Regions from separate parts of the Mus musculus genome. Here regions 1, 2, 3 and 5 are each linked to region 4. A link is a contact called in public HiChIP or PLAC-seq and promoter capture Hi-C data. All regions are on one chromosome and are shown on one strand. The core of a region is the stretch at or near the end of the contact, and the rest is flanking DNA. Distances in the headings are between cores, read along the strand shown.

The links. HiChIP or PLAC-seq counts read pairs in DNA pulled down with a chosen protein or histone mark. Capture Hi-C pulls out chosen DNA fragments and counts their contacts.
Region 1: a contact with region 4 is called in a promoter capture Hi-C map of adipose tissue. The contact joins the promoter of Kif7 here to the promoter of Polg in region 4. A contact is called at or near these places in 9 of 39 promoter capture datasets (the 3T3-L1 cell line, the C10 cell line, cranial neural crest and 5 more), 3 of 484 Hi-C or Micro-C datasets (embryonic stem cells and nephron progenitors), 5 of 115 datasets of contacts at active chromatin or transcription factors (astrocytes, embryonic forebrain, embryonic stem cells and 2 more) and 4 of 9 other capture datasets (adipose tissue, embryonic stem cells, liver and 1 more).
Region 2: a contact with region 4 is called in an HNF4G HiChIP or PLAC-seq map of pancreatic cancer cells. The contact joins the enhancer-like site here to the promoter of Polg in region 4. A contact is called at or near these places in 2 of 39 promoter capture datasets (both in embryonic stem cells), 1 of 484 Hi-C or Micro-C datasets (nephron progenitors), 2 of 115 datasets of contacts at active chromatin or transcription factors (extraembryonic endoderm stem cells and pancreatic cancer cells) and 3 of 9 other capture datasets (adipose tissue, embryonic stem cells and liver).
Region 3: a FOXA1 HiChIP or PLAC-seq map of pancreatic cancer cells shows a contact between it and region 4. The contact joins the enhancer-like site here to the promoter of Polg in region 4. A contact is called at or near these places in 3 of 39 promoter capture datasets (hippocampal neurons, liver and stem cell-derived epiblast-like cells), 3 of 115 datasets of contacts at active chromatin or transcription factors (embryonic stem cells, pancreatic cancer cells and trophoblast stem cells) and 1 of 9 other capture datasets (adipose tissue).
Region 5: a contact with region 4 is called in an H3K4me3 HiChIP or PLAC-seq map of bone marrow-derived macrophages, with 2.7 times the contacts expected there. The contact joins the enhancer-like site here to the promoter of Polg in region 4. A contact is called at or near these places in 3 of 39 promoter capture datasets (HPC-7-derived erythroid cells, cranial neural crest and hippocampal neurons), 17 of 484 Hi-C or Micro-C datasets (the G1E-ER4 cell line, embryonic stem cells, stem cell-derived epiblast-like cells and 1 more), 5 of 115 datasets of contacts at active chromatin or transcription factors (bone marrow-derived macrophages, embryonic forebrain, embryonic stem cells and 1 more) and 2 of 9 other capture datasets (adipose tissue and embryonic stem cells).

Annotation. Positions count from the first base shown.
Region 1 is chr7:79,714,379-79,717,078 of GRCm38.p6, forward strand. Kif7 (kinesin family member 7) reads right to left here and starts at 1,329. Exons shown (of 19, transcript NM_001291222.2): 1 at 1,287-1,329.
Region 2 is chr7:79,323,073-79,325,772 of GRCm38.p6, forward strand. Abhd2 (abhydrolase domain containing 2) reads left to right here. Exons shown (of 11, transcript NM_018811.6): 4 at 397-572; 5 at 2,362-2,529. Among named protein-coding and RNA genes, the nearest start is that of Gm39041, 25 kb to the left of the region's middle. Within about 2 kb of position 1,394, at least 31 of the 459 cell types and tissues checked have an H3K27ac peak or open chromatin away from gene starts, as enhancers often do. A contact at or near this core is called in pancreatic cancer cells, where this site is marked.
Region 3 is chr7:79,210,338-79,213,037 of GRCm38.p6, forward strand. No RefSeq gene overlaps it. Among named protein-coding and RNA genes, the nearest start is that of Gm39040, 36 kb to the right of the region's middle. Within about 2 kb of position 1,279, at least 55 of the 459 cell types and tissues checked have an H3K27ac peak or open chromatin away from gene starts, as enhancers often do. A contact at or near this core is called in adipose tissue, embryonic stem cells, pancreatic cancer cells and 1 more, where this site is marked.
Region 4 is chr7:79,464,988-79,467,687 of GRCm38.p6, forward strand. Polg (polymerase (DNA directed), gamma) reads right to left here and starts at 1,286. Exons shown (of 23, transcript NM_017462.3): 1 at 1,083-1,286; 2 at 1-384. The coding sequence starts at 224. n-TRtcg5 (a tRNA gene) reads left to right here and starts at 1,432; the gene lies at 1,432-1,504.
Region 5 is chr7:79,685,742-79,688,441 of GRCm38.p6, forward strand. Ticrr (TOPBP1-interacting checkpoint and replication regulator) reads left to right here. Exons shown (of 22, transcript NM_029835.1): 15 at 36-197; 16 at 2,485-2,575. Among named protein-coding and RNA genes, the nearest start is that of Ticrr, 27 kb to the left of the region's middle. Within about 2 kb of position 1,275, at least 1 of the 459 cell types and tissues checked has an H3K27ac peak or open chromatin away from gene starts, as enhancers often do. A contact at or near this core is called in bone marrow-derived macrophages, where this site is marked.

The DNA.
Region 1 (2,700 bases), core at 79-2,578, 250 kb after region 4:
AAAAAAAGCCCCAGCACTTGATATCTCCGGTTTTTGTGTTCCAGCTGTCCCACTCCCCCTTCTAAGTCTCTACCATTGCTCCTCCCTGAAACTGCTTGACACCTGCCCATCTTCTTCAAAGAAGCCAAAAGATCCTTCAAGACCAAATTCCTATCACTAAACTCTGCCAGTTCTTTTTTTTTTCCATTTTTTATTAGGTATTTAGCTCATTTACATTTCCAATGCTATACCAAAAGTCCCCCATACCCACCCACCCCCAACTCTGCCAGTTCTATCTCCTAAGTATCTCTCAAGATTATCAGCTACACTCCTCATCCTGTTGCCAAAACCAGTCATGCTGCTGACACCCTGAAGGGATAACTTCTGCCTGCTCCCTTTCCGAGTTTCAGTCTCCCCGACCTCTCCAACCGCGCAGTCTAGAGCATCTTTCAAAAACACAGTTGTGACAGTCTCATTTTTACACCCCACTAACAATAAAGGAAGCTTAGAACACACTCCCTACCTTCCCCATCTCCTGAATACCATGCCTTTCCTCTCAGGCCATCAACCTCTGTGTTACCATCTTCATCCACCCACGCTTGGGCTGGGCTCACCTTCCCCACAGGGCCAGGGAAGCTGCTCTGCTCTGTCCCATCACCACTACAGACAGCCCTTTGTGCTGCCCACATCAGACACTGACCACACGGATGCCAGAGCCAGAGTCTCTCTCCCCATGGAAAGCAAGAACCCTCTTTGTCTATTTCGAACTCTATCATCAGCACCCAGCACAGGGTACAATACTATCTAGCAATCCGTGAGGACCCCTCCCGCCCCCAATCTCGCCTTCTCCTTTCTCACCACATTCTTCAACCGCAGTATCCCACGCTACACTTCGTTGTTTTCGTATTTACTGTTTAGCATCTCTGCTTGTATAACCGCTCATTCATTCGGTTCTGGTTAGGTGCTGGAGCCTGGGTACACAGAGGTAACAGTGCCTGGCGGCACTCCAATCCCCAGGTAGACTCTGGAGCTGTGTGTGGTCCCGGCTTCTCCTTCCCCACAATCAAGGCTCCGAGCCTCAAAGGCGCCCTGACAACTCCACCCGCGCGATCGGCCTCTGGGAACAGGCCCTCCCGGAAAGTTTGCAAAAGTGATTACAAACGTGGACCCTCGCAGGCTGCTCCTCCTGGCCCGGCCCGCCCAGTGAGGGAGCTCGCAGTAAGCTGAGGGGCACAGATGGGGGGCTGCTCAGTCGCCTCCCGGGTGAGCCCTGTCTAGCCCTCCATCCCCTCGGGACCCACACCCACCTGCCAGAGTGCGAGCGCAGTCCCGGGACGCGCAGCCAAGCTCGGCGCCCCGACCCGGCGCGCTCCGATGCCGTCATCGGGACCCCCGCCCCCCCAAACATCCCTCCCTTCACCCGCAACCCCGCCTGCCCCGGCGCTCGGGGGCGGAGGCGCAGGCAGGGCGCCTCCAAGTCGGTCCGCAGACGGGGCTGGGCGGGCCCTCCTATGGGGGAGGGGCGGGCCTCTGCCGGGGGGCGGGCCCAGGGAAGCAGCCAGTGGCTTCTCTTCAGGTCTTAGAAAACTGGGAAATCGGCACCAGACATCTGTCTTCTCATAGACCCACTTCTTTCTTTCTGCTCCCAGGGTTAAGCCATAATCCTCATTAAAAACAAAACGTAACAACAACAAAACCACCTTCCCTAGGAAGTTTTAGTTCCTAAAACTATGTCTCATTTTAGGATTTATGAGATTCAATCGCAGTTTAGAGTCACTGTCAAGGGACACTTGTCATCCAGAGAGGCAAAGCTGGCTGTCCATCTCTTTGACTGGAAACACCATGCTTTGTTGAATTTGTAATTCAAATCTAGAATCCAAGCCAGGGTGAGTGGCCCATGCCTATAATCCCAGAACTCTGCAGAATCCTTGAGCAGCAGGGGATCAGCACCATCCTGGCTACAGAGGTGTAGCCTCTGGACAAACACAAAAATAAAAAATCTGGAAAGCAGACTGGGAGAGGCAGAGTGGGGCATTTGCCTAGCATGAGGGAAGTCTTGTTTTTTTATCCCAAGTACCACGAATAACCACCACCATCCCAGAATACATATTTATCACTTAAAACACCACTAAAGAAAAACAAATTTTGATAGATGTATTCAGATGACTGCCTGCTATAGAGGCAGCATAATTAAAGGCTGCAGAAATGTCCAGTTCTCCCAGATCTATATGAGAAAACACTCAGCCCCATACAGTAGAATCACAGCCTGAAGTGAGGCCAATGATGAGGCCATGTGGTGTCTCATTGGTAAGATAAGCAGGGGCCGGGGGTCCCTGATAGGCATATTCTCTCCCTTGGTGACACAGATACAGGCCAGATTAGACCAGATTAAAAGTAGATACAGGCAGGTTTATTAGGAGGCAGATCTCTGGTGGGTTCACCGATCTCACAGGTGGAGGTCAGTGACGTCACACATCCGCTAAAGCAAGGGGCTTTTATAGAGTTTAGGTGAGGAGTGCCAGCAAGGAGCTGGGGTGATGTTCACACATGGTCAAAAACTGAGCCCCTGGGTGGGCACTCTTGGGTGGGTTGCTGGCAACGGGGAGCCCAAGAGTGATAAAGTGATGATGTGTTAGCCAGACATTTTCTCTGGGAGGGCAGAGTTGGAGGAAAGGAGGGCAGATGGGTTTCCCAACTTGTGCAGGGCACGGGCAGGAGTTC
Region 2 (2,700 bases), core at 144-2,643, 140 kb before region 4:
ACATTGGCTCATTTGGTAATAACGAGGCCAGTCTTGTCACACGGGATGTATTCAAAGGGTATTATTTGCTTTCTTTTCCCCTTGATTATAGAAATAGCCCATGTTGAATTGCTTGATGCTCTAAATTTGAAACCACGGTTGGTTCCTAAAGCTAACTTGGCGTGGGAGGCATTAACGAACAGAGCATGGATATAATAAGGTGGTTAAAAATGTTCAGCTCAGTGGCGAAGTGCTCACTCAGTATGCACGAGACCCTACATCACAAAAGGAACCCATTGTGTTTATGGTTAGTGTGCAGAATAATGTGTGGAGAAAGGCCTTAAAAACTAGGGTACCTTTGTTCAATAAATGTGGAGGAAACTAACCACTCCTATTTTTCTTCCTCTCCTTTCTCAGATACATTCCACCACTGATCTGGGGGAAAAGCGGACATATCCAGACAGCCTTGTATGGGAAGATGGGGAGGGTGAGGTCACCACACCCTTACGGGCACCGCAAGTTCATCACCATGTCGGATGGTGCCACTTCTACCTTCGACCTCTTCGAGCCCCTGGCTGAGCACTGTGTTGGAGGTGAGCCACTTTAGGTCCTGGTGTTGAGCCACCCTTAGAGAGAGGAGCAGCCATCAGTGGGGAGCAGTGTGTGAAATGCCTGTGTCACCCACTGTCCCATTGTGTTCAGAGGCCAGGCCATCAGGTTTAACTCCAGCCTGTGCGTGTTAGTTCACATTAGCCACAGTCAGTAGAGAATTATGATCCCTCTTAAAGTACGGAAGCCTGTCTTAAAGGATGGCAGGAAGAGCTTGGAGCCCAGAGCCCCCCAGGACTCAGTAACATTTCCTACTGTTATCTCTCCAATCCTCCCCTCGCCCTGTGAGGTGGGCGATGCTATCTCCCTTGAACCGTGGGAAGCTGGGACTTGGAAAAGCAATCTAGGGTGGGTTTATTTGCTGGGCAGCAGGGCATAAAGGCTCTCGGGTGCCTGGTGTGTAAATCTCCTGGGACAAAAGGACACATTAAAGCCATACTTGCTTTTCATGAGTCAGTGACACCTCATCCAAGAAATGACTCCAGTTTCCGCTGCTGTGAGCGTTTGCCAGCTATACAGTAAACGGCGATGGCAAAGGCCTCATAATGAAGCCTTCAGAGGAAGTGCAGTTGGATGCCAGCATCTTTTTGAATGCAGTCCCTACCAGGAGAGAACATGGTTTTTTTTTTTATTCAAAGATACCTAGTTTATTATAGACGTGTAGTCATTATTTATGGGTAAATTGCAGCAGCAAACGTGCGCCAGCTCATTTATTTCAAGTAACTGGAATTGCTGAGTAGTTTTCCTCCCCATGCCCTCACGTGGCCACCTCCCTGTCATTCAGGTCTCAGATGTCACCTCCTCTGAGACTATGGTTCCTTTCTCTAGACCCGAGGTGCCTCCCTGCCTTAGTCCCTCATGGCACCTGCCAATCTAGCTACTTCTGGGGCTGTTTAGGGCCCTGCTGCTGTAGTGCAGGAGTCCCGGGGCCCAGGAGTCTGTGCTCCACACAAACAGTCACCAAAGGAATGAGTACATGACTAGGGATGGAGTTCCTGCTACGTTTGCAAGTACTGTCGTGGGTCCTTCATACATCTGTGCCCCCACCATAGTTAGTTAAATGCTTTCTTTCTCTTATTTCTAATAATTTGACTTGTAGCATTTAAGCATCCAATTTAAACTTGGTGTGATGGCTCACACCTGAAATCCAAACATTCAAGAGATGGACACTTGAGGATCAGCAATTCAAGGCCAGCGTGGGCTACATGAGACCCAGTCTGAAAACAAGAGTGATAACAACGGCAACCAAGTAGCGTAAAGTTTAGGTTGAGCAGTCAGTCGTTCTTGCTGGTACTCAGTATGGTACCAAAAGGACACAACCAGCTCTAAGTCTCTTATCCATGACTTCCCGTCAGCCCGGCTCCCTGCAGCGATCAGTGCTTGTGTCTGCACCCAAGGAATACTCTTAAGAGAGCTGCTTTATTTCGCTTATGCTTTACTTCCCTGCCCGGGGGAGGGGTACATCTTCCTTTTAGCAAACATAAACAGAAGCATTTCAAAATGAAAAATAGACCAGACTGAAAATGAAAAAGAACAGACCAGTCATGGCGGCGCACACCTTTCATTCCAGCACTAGGGAGGCAGTGGCAGGTAGATCTATGTGGAATCCAGCCAGGGCTTGCAAAGGGAGGCTCTCAAGAGAGAGAGAGAGGAAGAAAGAAGGGAAGGAAGGAGGGAGAGAGACTTGTCCAGAATCTCACTGTCTCAACACCTGTTAATGTCAGTGTTTATATATTAAATGGATGCATAAAGATCTCCTTCTCTACCCTGTAGATGACATCACCATGGTCATCTGTCCTGGAATTGCCAACCACAGCGAGAAGCAGTATATCCGAACCTTCGTTGACTATGCCCAGAAAAATGGCTACCGGTGCGCAGTGCTAAACCACCTGGGAGCCCTCCCCAACATTGAGCTGACCTCCCCACGAATGTTCACCTATGGTAAGCATGGGGTATGGCCAAATGGAGCCTCCCTCTCGCCCCTCACAGAGAGTGTGCAGCCCCTCCAGCCTGTTGCCTTGAGACTATAAGTGTAGAATTTCTGAACATCCACAAGAGACGATGGGGTGACACACTTGTTACAGTAGCTTACACTGCCATCCATGATGCAGT
Region 3 (2,700 bases), core at 29-2,528, 250 kb before region 4:
ATCTTGGGATGGGGGGAGCCAGGAATGAGGGTGGGATGTCTATCCATTGCCTCAGGTTCCGGAGTGCTGCCCACCGTTTCTTAACCCAGATCTTGAAGAAGGCTGCAATCCAGGGACCATCTCAAACCTGGCTGTCTTCACCTCTCTACTGGTTTTCCCTCTGCCCAACATGCAATGTAATCACATGACTCAGACACCCCTACATTTTCAAGTCCAGACTCTCTCCCTCCAAAGTAAAGATTTATGGAGTGTGGTGGCACAGACTTGTGGTTGAACAAGGAAGTGGAAGTCAGACTGATGTATGAAGGGTTTACCAATAAACTTGCTTATATTAAGTTACATGTAAGTAAAACTTAGCCAAAGGATTTTTGCCTCCACAGGAAAGTTTCATAGATGGTGTTGGCTTCTATTGGTCCTTTAAATCCTGTGCCTTTTATTCAGAAGAGTGTAATTCTGCCAGGCAGGCAGAATGACATTGGTTCATGGCTGCCCCTAAAAAAAACTCAGCTTGTTTCAGATAACTTTGACAATGCCTTACTTAAATCTCCCATATGTCTAAAGTGTCCAAACTTGCAATTTCCTGACTCTGTAAAATGTGTTTAATTGCCCAAACTGTAAAAGTGTTTAATTGCCCAAAGTATGAGGCTGTGAGCCCAAAGGCAACTCATTTGTATAAGCCATAAGGGATCCAGGTTCAGGGTCCAGTTTCTCTTTGGGTATTAGCCAGAGCCAGACTTGCACTGCTATTAAAGAGGGTTTTTTTTTTTTCCTTATTATTCCCTGTGTAATTGGAGTAAATTCTCACTGGAGGGGATTAATTTACCATCACATAATCCCACCTTAAGAGGCTGAGGCAGGAGGACTGAAAATGCAAGACTGGTTTGGACTACAAAATGAGACTTCATCTCAAAACAGTAGAGTGTCGTCGTCCGTCCCGTCCCCCCCCCGCCGCCCCTCTCCCCTATCTTCAAGGTGTTGGCACTAAGCCCTAGTTCTGTGACCCGTTTGTGTGACCTTGTCACATTATGTAAACAGCATTGTGGAGTGGTGGGTGTGGGTAAGTCCAAGGTTCCAACACAAATGTTGGGGGCTGGGGGGGTGCTTGGTAAAAGGAGAGGTATGTGACAAATTAGGAGGGACAGTTGCTTAAGCCTGGGGAATTTCAAGTCGCAGCCTGACTTGGCATGCTCCTCATCTGCCTATGCTTTACACACCCGGTGCCTTTTGCCCTATCAGAAGTCTGCATCTCCCCAGGGAGCTCAGAGGGCTTTGTCGGGTGCCTGTCTGCACCGTGCCTGGGGCTGTGTAGGCACGTCCACATCAGCACATTCTTTGCCTCAGACCCTACCCCACTTTCCAAACTCTCCAGAAGTCTTGCCACACCCCACCCCACCCCCCAGGACATGAATCACAATGAAGACAGCAATGTCTGATAGTACACAAAGCAGTGAATGTCCTCTCTGAGAGCAGGATCTGTGTTCCTGAAAAAGCCAGTCAGATGTCCCCTCTCACAAAAATGCTCCAGAGAAGACTAATACATTGTATGCTTGAAAACATCTGGGAGATTCTGCTGACCCACGCCTGAACTTCCTCGTTCTTCCCTTTCCCACACACATCTCTCTGGTAACCTGAAAAGCTGGGACAACACAAGAGATGGGCATCGTTTCTGTTTGGGTTTCGGTTTTAAGGTAGTTTCCTAAGTTGGACATAAAAATGCTTAGTAAAATAAACTTCAGCCTCAACAAAGATCAATATTTAAAAATACAGGAGTCACTGGGCATGGTGGGATGTGCTGTTAGTACCAGCATTCAAGAGGCAGAGGCAGGTGGACCTCTGCGAGTTCAAGCCCAGCCGGGTCTACATAGGAAGTTCCAGGCCAGCCAGAGCTATCTAGAACAAACAAAATCAAAAGAAGGATGTGGAGAGGAGCATTTTGAGAGTCAACTGGACATTGACTGCCAATTACATTGCCATGAGCACAGGGATGCTGGACAAGTGGCTCATGCTCTTTAGGAAACTGATACCTGAGAAGCAAATGAGCAAAGGCAGCCCTAATACTCTAGCCAACACCCAGCAAGGACACGCATGATGTCATTGGAGCAGCCATGAGCTAGGAGTCACAGGTGAGTTGCTGGGCTCACGGACCTTGAAGTTCTCTAGTTGTTAGATCCAAGACAAGTGGCTGGTGCTTTCTGTGCCTCGGTGTGTCCTCTTCTACTTTCCTTTCCTTCCTGTTCCTGCCTCTCCCTTCTTGCCCTTACCTTCCCTGATTTTCTTTGGAGCTGGGGATTAGATGTTCTTTGCATCTTTAGGATTCCCTTTACCCCTGGGTGATACCCTACCCCCTCCAGCATTTTCCTAATAGCTCTACCTCTGTAGGTGTCTTTCTTAGGATTAAAAGAGTTCTTAGCTAAGGATAAACCTTAAAGGGCAGAGTGTCTGCCTACTATGCACAAGACCAAAGATTCATTTCTCAATACCATGCAAAGAGCAGGGCAAGTAAGTAAATAAAATCACAGCATTCAAGAGGCAAGAAGATCAGCAGTTCAAAGTCAGCCTCAGCTCATATCAAGTTCCAGACCAGCCTGGGATAACAAAAACAAAAACAAAAACAAAGGAGTTTGGGCAGGTTAGTAAGGTTTCTTAAGATCTATTTATTTGTTTGATGTATATTTATGTTTATAAGCATATTTATGCATA
Region 4 (2,700 bases), core at 36-2,535:
CCGCCGCACCCGAAGATCTGCTCGTGCAGGCCTCTCGACAACATCTGGATGAGCAGAGGGTTGAGCCGCAGCTGCCCATTCTCGGAGGAGGGCATTTGCGACGGCGGCCGCCCGTCGCTGGGGACGGGGTCGAGGACGGAGCTGGAGACCCAGCGCGCGGTTGCTGGTACTGGCCCTGAGGCGACCTTGGCGCCAGCCACCTTCTTCCAGAGCAGGCGGCTCATGGTTGGTGCAGGGAGCCCCCCGCTGTGAGTCGGGGCACCGGGCTTTGGGCTCCAGCTTGACTGCTTTTAGTGGCCGAAAGACTCAGAGAGAGACGCGTCCCCTCTCTGTGCTCCTGTCAGTGAAATAGGTCTCACCATGCCTGCCTTCCTCACACAAGTCCTAAAGGAGACAGACGATAAAAGTGTTATTACAAGTGTCACGGACTTGAACAAACCGCTTATCCCGCAACAAACATCTGCTGCGTGCCAAACAAGCATTTTCTCCACTTGATCTTAGCCAAAAGGCCAGAGCGGAGTAGGGACATTTTTCTGTTACGCCTCCAACAACCTTAAGAAATGGCACTGCCCCCTCCCGAGGACAGGGCCACACCGGCTCGGCAGTTAACTTGGGAGAAGCCGCTGGAGATGCTGAAATGGGGAGACGCAGACAGACCAGGGTTCTGGCTCTCCAACTGCGTGACCTTGGCCCAGCTCCTTAGGCCCCGACCTCCTCCTCTGTAAAATGGGGTTAAGAACTCTAGAGCCACGGGCCACTGCTGTAAGAGTGGCAGAGGGCGCGCTCGTCGAGTGGCCCTAACCCCAGTAGGCGCTCGGCAGACAGCAGTTGCCAGTCCCACCCCGCCGGCGGCCCGAGGGCCTAGCGCCCCAACTTCGAAACCCGCCGAACGAGCCACAGCCTCGGGGTCCGCACCCACACCCGGGCGGGCCTAGGGCGCCCTGGTCGGGGCGTCGGCGGCCACCCCCGCACGCCGGGACACAGGGTCCCCGCCGCAGCCGCCGCCCTGCTCCCGGCCCGGCTTCCCGAGTGGAGAGGGAGCAGCCGCGCCCGGCCCTCCCCCTGCCGAGCCCGCCGGAAACCTCGGTCCGCTTCGCGCTTCCCGTTCTGCGGCAGCCCACAGCCCCGGCGACGACGCGGCGTCCGCGGCGCGCGGCCCACGCAGCCTCAGGGTGGCGTGCGGTCTCGGGAGCAGCCGCAACTTCCCGTCTGCGCGAACTGGGTCCCGCGGCTACCCAGAGGCAGGCGGGAGACTCCCCCGAGCGTCCAATAAGAGCGCCGCCAATGGAGCCGCCCGCCCGCGGGGGTGCAGAGGGACTTCCGGGTGAGGTCCTCCGCTACTTCCCTCCCCACGGAAAAGATAGACCAGTCTGACGCGAGCCTGAAGGCGGCTACACGCTTTAAGCTAAGTAAAGGCACCTTCTCGCTGGCGGCCGCGTGGCCTAATGGATAAGGCGTCTGACTTCGGATCAGAAGATTGCAGGTTCGAGTCCTGCCGCGGTCGACTTGTATGTTGTTTTTATCTGTCAGTTTGTTAATCCCAAGATTCCCTTTGGAAATAAAGCGAAATTGACCGTAGTGGTTATGACCAACTTCTAGTCTAAACTTAATTCTTGGAACTCAAGGATCTGAGCAAACAACTGTCAGGGTGACACATTGCTTAAACGGTGACAGCGGTCGAGAGCCTTGTCCCGGATGGAGAGTGGAGCAAACGGAGCACGTGCCGTCCGAAGTCTAGATTTGTCACCTATGGACCGCAAAGGCTAAGCCTCGATGGAGTCTCCTCCCTCCTATCCCGGACAATGATGCTGGGGGTTGATGCTGTTGAGTCCGATTGGTCGCGCCCACCGGGCACAGCTGAAGCACGTCCCGCTTCAGAGATCTGTCAATCTCTGGGTCCACCTCCCGTTGCTCCGGTTGTTTCTGCTCCCAGCTCTCCGTAGAGGGTCAGCTGCAAAGGGTCAGGCGAATATGGCCTGGGTGAATAACTGGGACCCAGGGATTCAAGTCGAGAGTCCCGTACGAGGAAAGAAAAGATCAGGATTGCTTCAGGCAGACTAGGGGGCACAAGCAGCTGATTAGGGAAAAAATTCGGACCGCGCTGAACGGCAGCCCCCACTTCCAACCAGCGAGACCACCCGGACGCTGAGAACTGTGTACAGGAGAGAGGGTCTTTGACTTTTTTCAGGAGTCGCTCCTCTATCCGCTTTTCCTGTCACTAGCAGCGGCAGGGACTCATACAGAACCCTTCTCCTTTCTCCTTTTCTTAGTTTCTTCCCCCTCTTTTGTCTGTCTGTCTGTCGGCCTGTTTGCTTGTTTGTTTGTTTTTAACGATGAGGTCTCACATTGTAACTTAGAACTTACGCGGTAGCCCTGGCTGCCCTCCCGCCTCAGTGCTTGAACTACAAATATCCACAATCTAGCTCTCCAGCTGAGACATTCTTATACATTTTTCTAGATGTACTTAATAGACATAAAGTGATTTTTGTTTGTTTGATTGGTTGGTTATCAGTTTTATATATATACACACACAAACCAGAGTCAACTAGATAAGAGATTCCTTATTTTGTGATTCTTCTTGCTTTTACATAACTTTGCTCAGTTTATTTTGCTATAAGGTGAAAAAGGAGAGGCTCTTAACTCAGGAAGCCTCCGAGCAGGAAAAACAATTTCATTTTTATTTCATAGTCTCCTACTGAA
Region 5 (2,700 bases), core at 25-2,524, 220 kb after region 4:
CTCCTATCTCTCTTTTTCTCTCTCTCTGCTTTTAGAAGTAACAAAAGTTCGAAGAAACCTCTTCAACCAGGAAATGCTTTCTCCTTCAAAGAGGGGGCTAAAGAAGGGGCTGCCTCGCAGCCATTCTGTATCTGCTTTGGAATGTCTCCACCATAAACAGGACAAGTTCAAGAAGACCAAAAGCAGCACATTTCAGGGTAACTACAAAATAAGGGTTTGTAACAACAAATCTGCTGGTGACATTGTTCGCACTTCTATTCCCACATTAGTAATTGAGTCGTTCTGGTTTTTCTTGACTGGTTTAGCTAAAGGTTGGCCAATTTTATTGATCATTTGAAGAAAGTTGGCCTTTTCTCCATTGACTTTCTGACCTCACTTTCCTTCCCGCTACTTGCTTTGGGTTTTAGCTTGTTGGTTTTTCTTTTTTCTTTTTTTTTAAAGTTTTTGTTATTGGTTTTGTTTGGGGGCAGGGTGTGGACAATAAGGTGTCTCATTGTGGATCTCTTTGGGGTCATCTTTCTTGAAGTCTATTAAACTTGAGTGGTTAGGTTCATGTCTTTCCTCTGATTAAGGAAGTTTTCAACCATTTTTCTTCAGCAATGTTTTCTGCCTCTTTGTCTTTTCACCTTCTAGAATTCCCATGAGGCATGTGGTGGCATGCATGCTGCTATAGTGTACAAGCATGCCTCAGTCTTTCTTCATTTTTCTTTTTCTTTTTTGTGGTTAGGCGGTTTAATTTTTTTTTTTTTTTTTTTTTGACATTCATTGATTATTCTGCCTGCTCAGGCCTGTGATTGAATTCTTAATATTTCTTATTCCATCTGTATTTTTTGTTGTTGTTTACTTAACCTAGGCTACTTGTTTATTTAACCTAGGCTAACCTCAAGCTTGCTATATGTATGACTTTTGTCCTTCCTTCCTTCTTATCCAAATTATATCATTTCTCCTCCCTTCCTTCTCTCCAGTCCCTCCCATGTTCTCCCCACACTCCCTCTTAAATGATCTCCTTTTCTTTAGTTATTATTGTTACATACATGTGTGTAGATATATATGCACATAAAATATATAAATACAACTTGATGAGTCAGTCTGTTTAGTCTTGCTTGTATGTGCATGAGTTTAGGGGCTGAACACCTTGTATTAGCTAACCAAGTCAGGGACAACTCCCTAGTGGAGACTTAATTCTCTCTCAGAAGTCTTTAGTTGCCAGTACTTCTTTGTGTAGGCCTTGTTTAGGGCTGTGAGACTTCCTCTTCTATGTTAGCATGTCTGTTGACGTTATCATTATTCAGGTTTTTTTAGGCATCCATATGGCCTTCTTCCTTCCTTTCTCCCTCCCTCCCTCCCTCCCTCCCTTCCTTTCTCTCTTTTGTTTTTTTTTAAAGCAATCTTGCTTGTAAGCCAGGCTGGTCTTAAGTAAGATCATGCTTGGCCCTTTAATTTATTTTAACCTATGGGTTTATAAGCTCATTGAACATATTTAGACAAGTTGTTAAAACATTTCTGTAATTTCTGGGTCTAAGCTACTTTAGGGATGGTTTCTGCCAAGTTCTTTTTTTTTTCTCCCTGTTAATGGGAAATTAACAGGGAATCAATATCCTTTATTGTTTGCACCCTTTTGGCTTTTGTTATGAACTAGCTATTGACAAATAATGATGTAGTTGCTGTGATGACTGGATTCTTCAGTCCCTCAGAGACTACTGACATTTGCTGATTGAGATATGTAGCTATCTGCTTGTAGTTTTTCAACCTACTTTTTTGTAAAACATTCCCTGTTATATGTAACATTGACATTTCTGTCTTTTATCATTGTGTACCAGCAATTCATAGATGTCTGGGTTCAAAAAGGACTAGAAAAGGCTGCACCTGACCCTTTAAATCTACTGATAGAGGGCTAGAGAGATAGCTCAGTGATTTAGAGCACTTCCTGCTTTTGCAAAGGAACTGTACCCATGTTGGGTGGCTTACTACCATCTTTTACCCCAGCTCCTGGAAGATCTGATGTCTCTGGACACCACTAGGAACAGTACTCACATGCACACAAGCACTTAAAAATTAACAATCGATCTACTGATAGATGCTGTGGAACAAAGCCATTGTCGTTTGAGAGTCCTGAAACCGATCCAATGTCAGAAGCCATCCCACAGGAATTTTTAAAATATTTTACATTGGCTTATATCTTTTGAGATAGGGTCTCACTGCATAGACTTGGTCAGCCTGGCCTGGAGCTTGCTATGCAGACCAGGCTCTCCTTAAACTCAGAGATCCACCTCTAAGACATTCAACAGGCAGGCTTGTGTCATTTTTAATCAGGCTGATGGACTGTGTGTTTTGTTGAGTCCTGAAGGCTTAGACTCTACTGAGAGTTTAGCATCCTCTCGCTAGGTTAATAAGCCTCATGGAAGTTCCGATTGCGCCCTTTTCCTTGCTGCTGCCTCAGAAGTTTAAGTGAGGTTTATAGTCAACACTGGTTTTGCATCTTAGGTTATTGCAAACTGCTGACTAAGAGTGTGGCTGAGACCCCAGTCCACAAGCAAATCTCCAGGAGGCTGCTCCATAGACAAATCAAGGGCAGGTGAGTGACAGCCCTATCTGGATCCCTCATCCTCCCAGGCTTCCTGCAGCACCATCTCACAGGCATCTCTGTGCCTTCTCTTGGATTTCTTGGCTAATTCTTTTTTTTTTTTTTCCCTTTGGGGA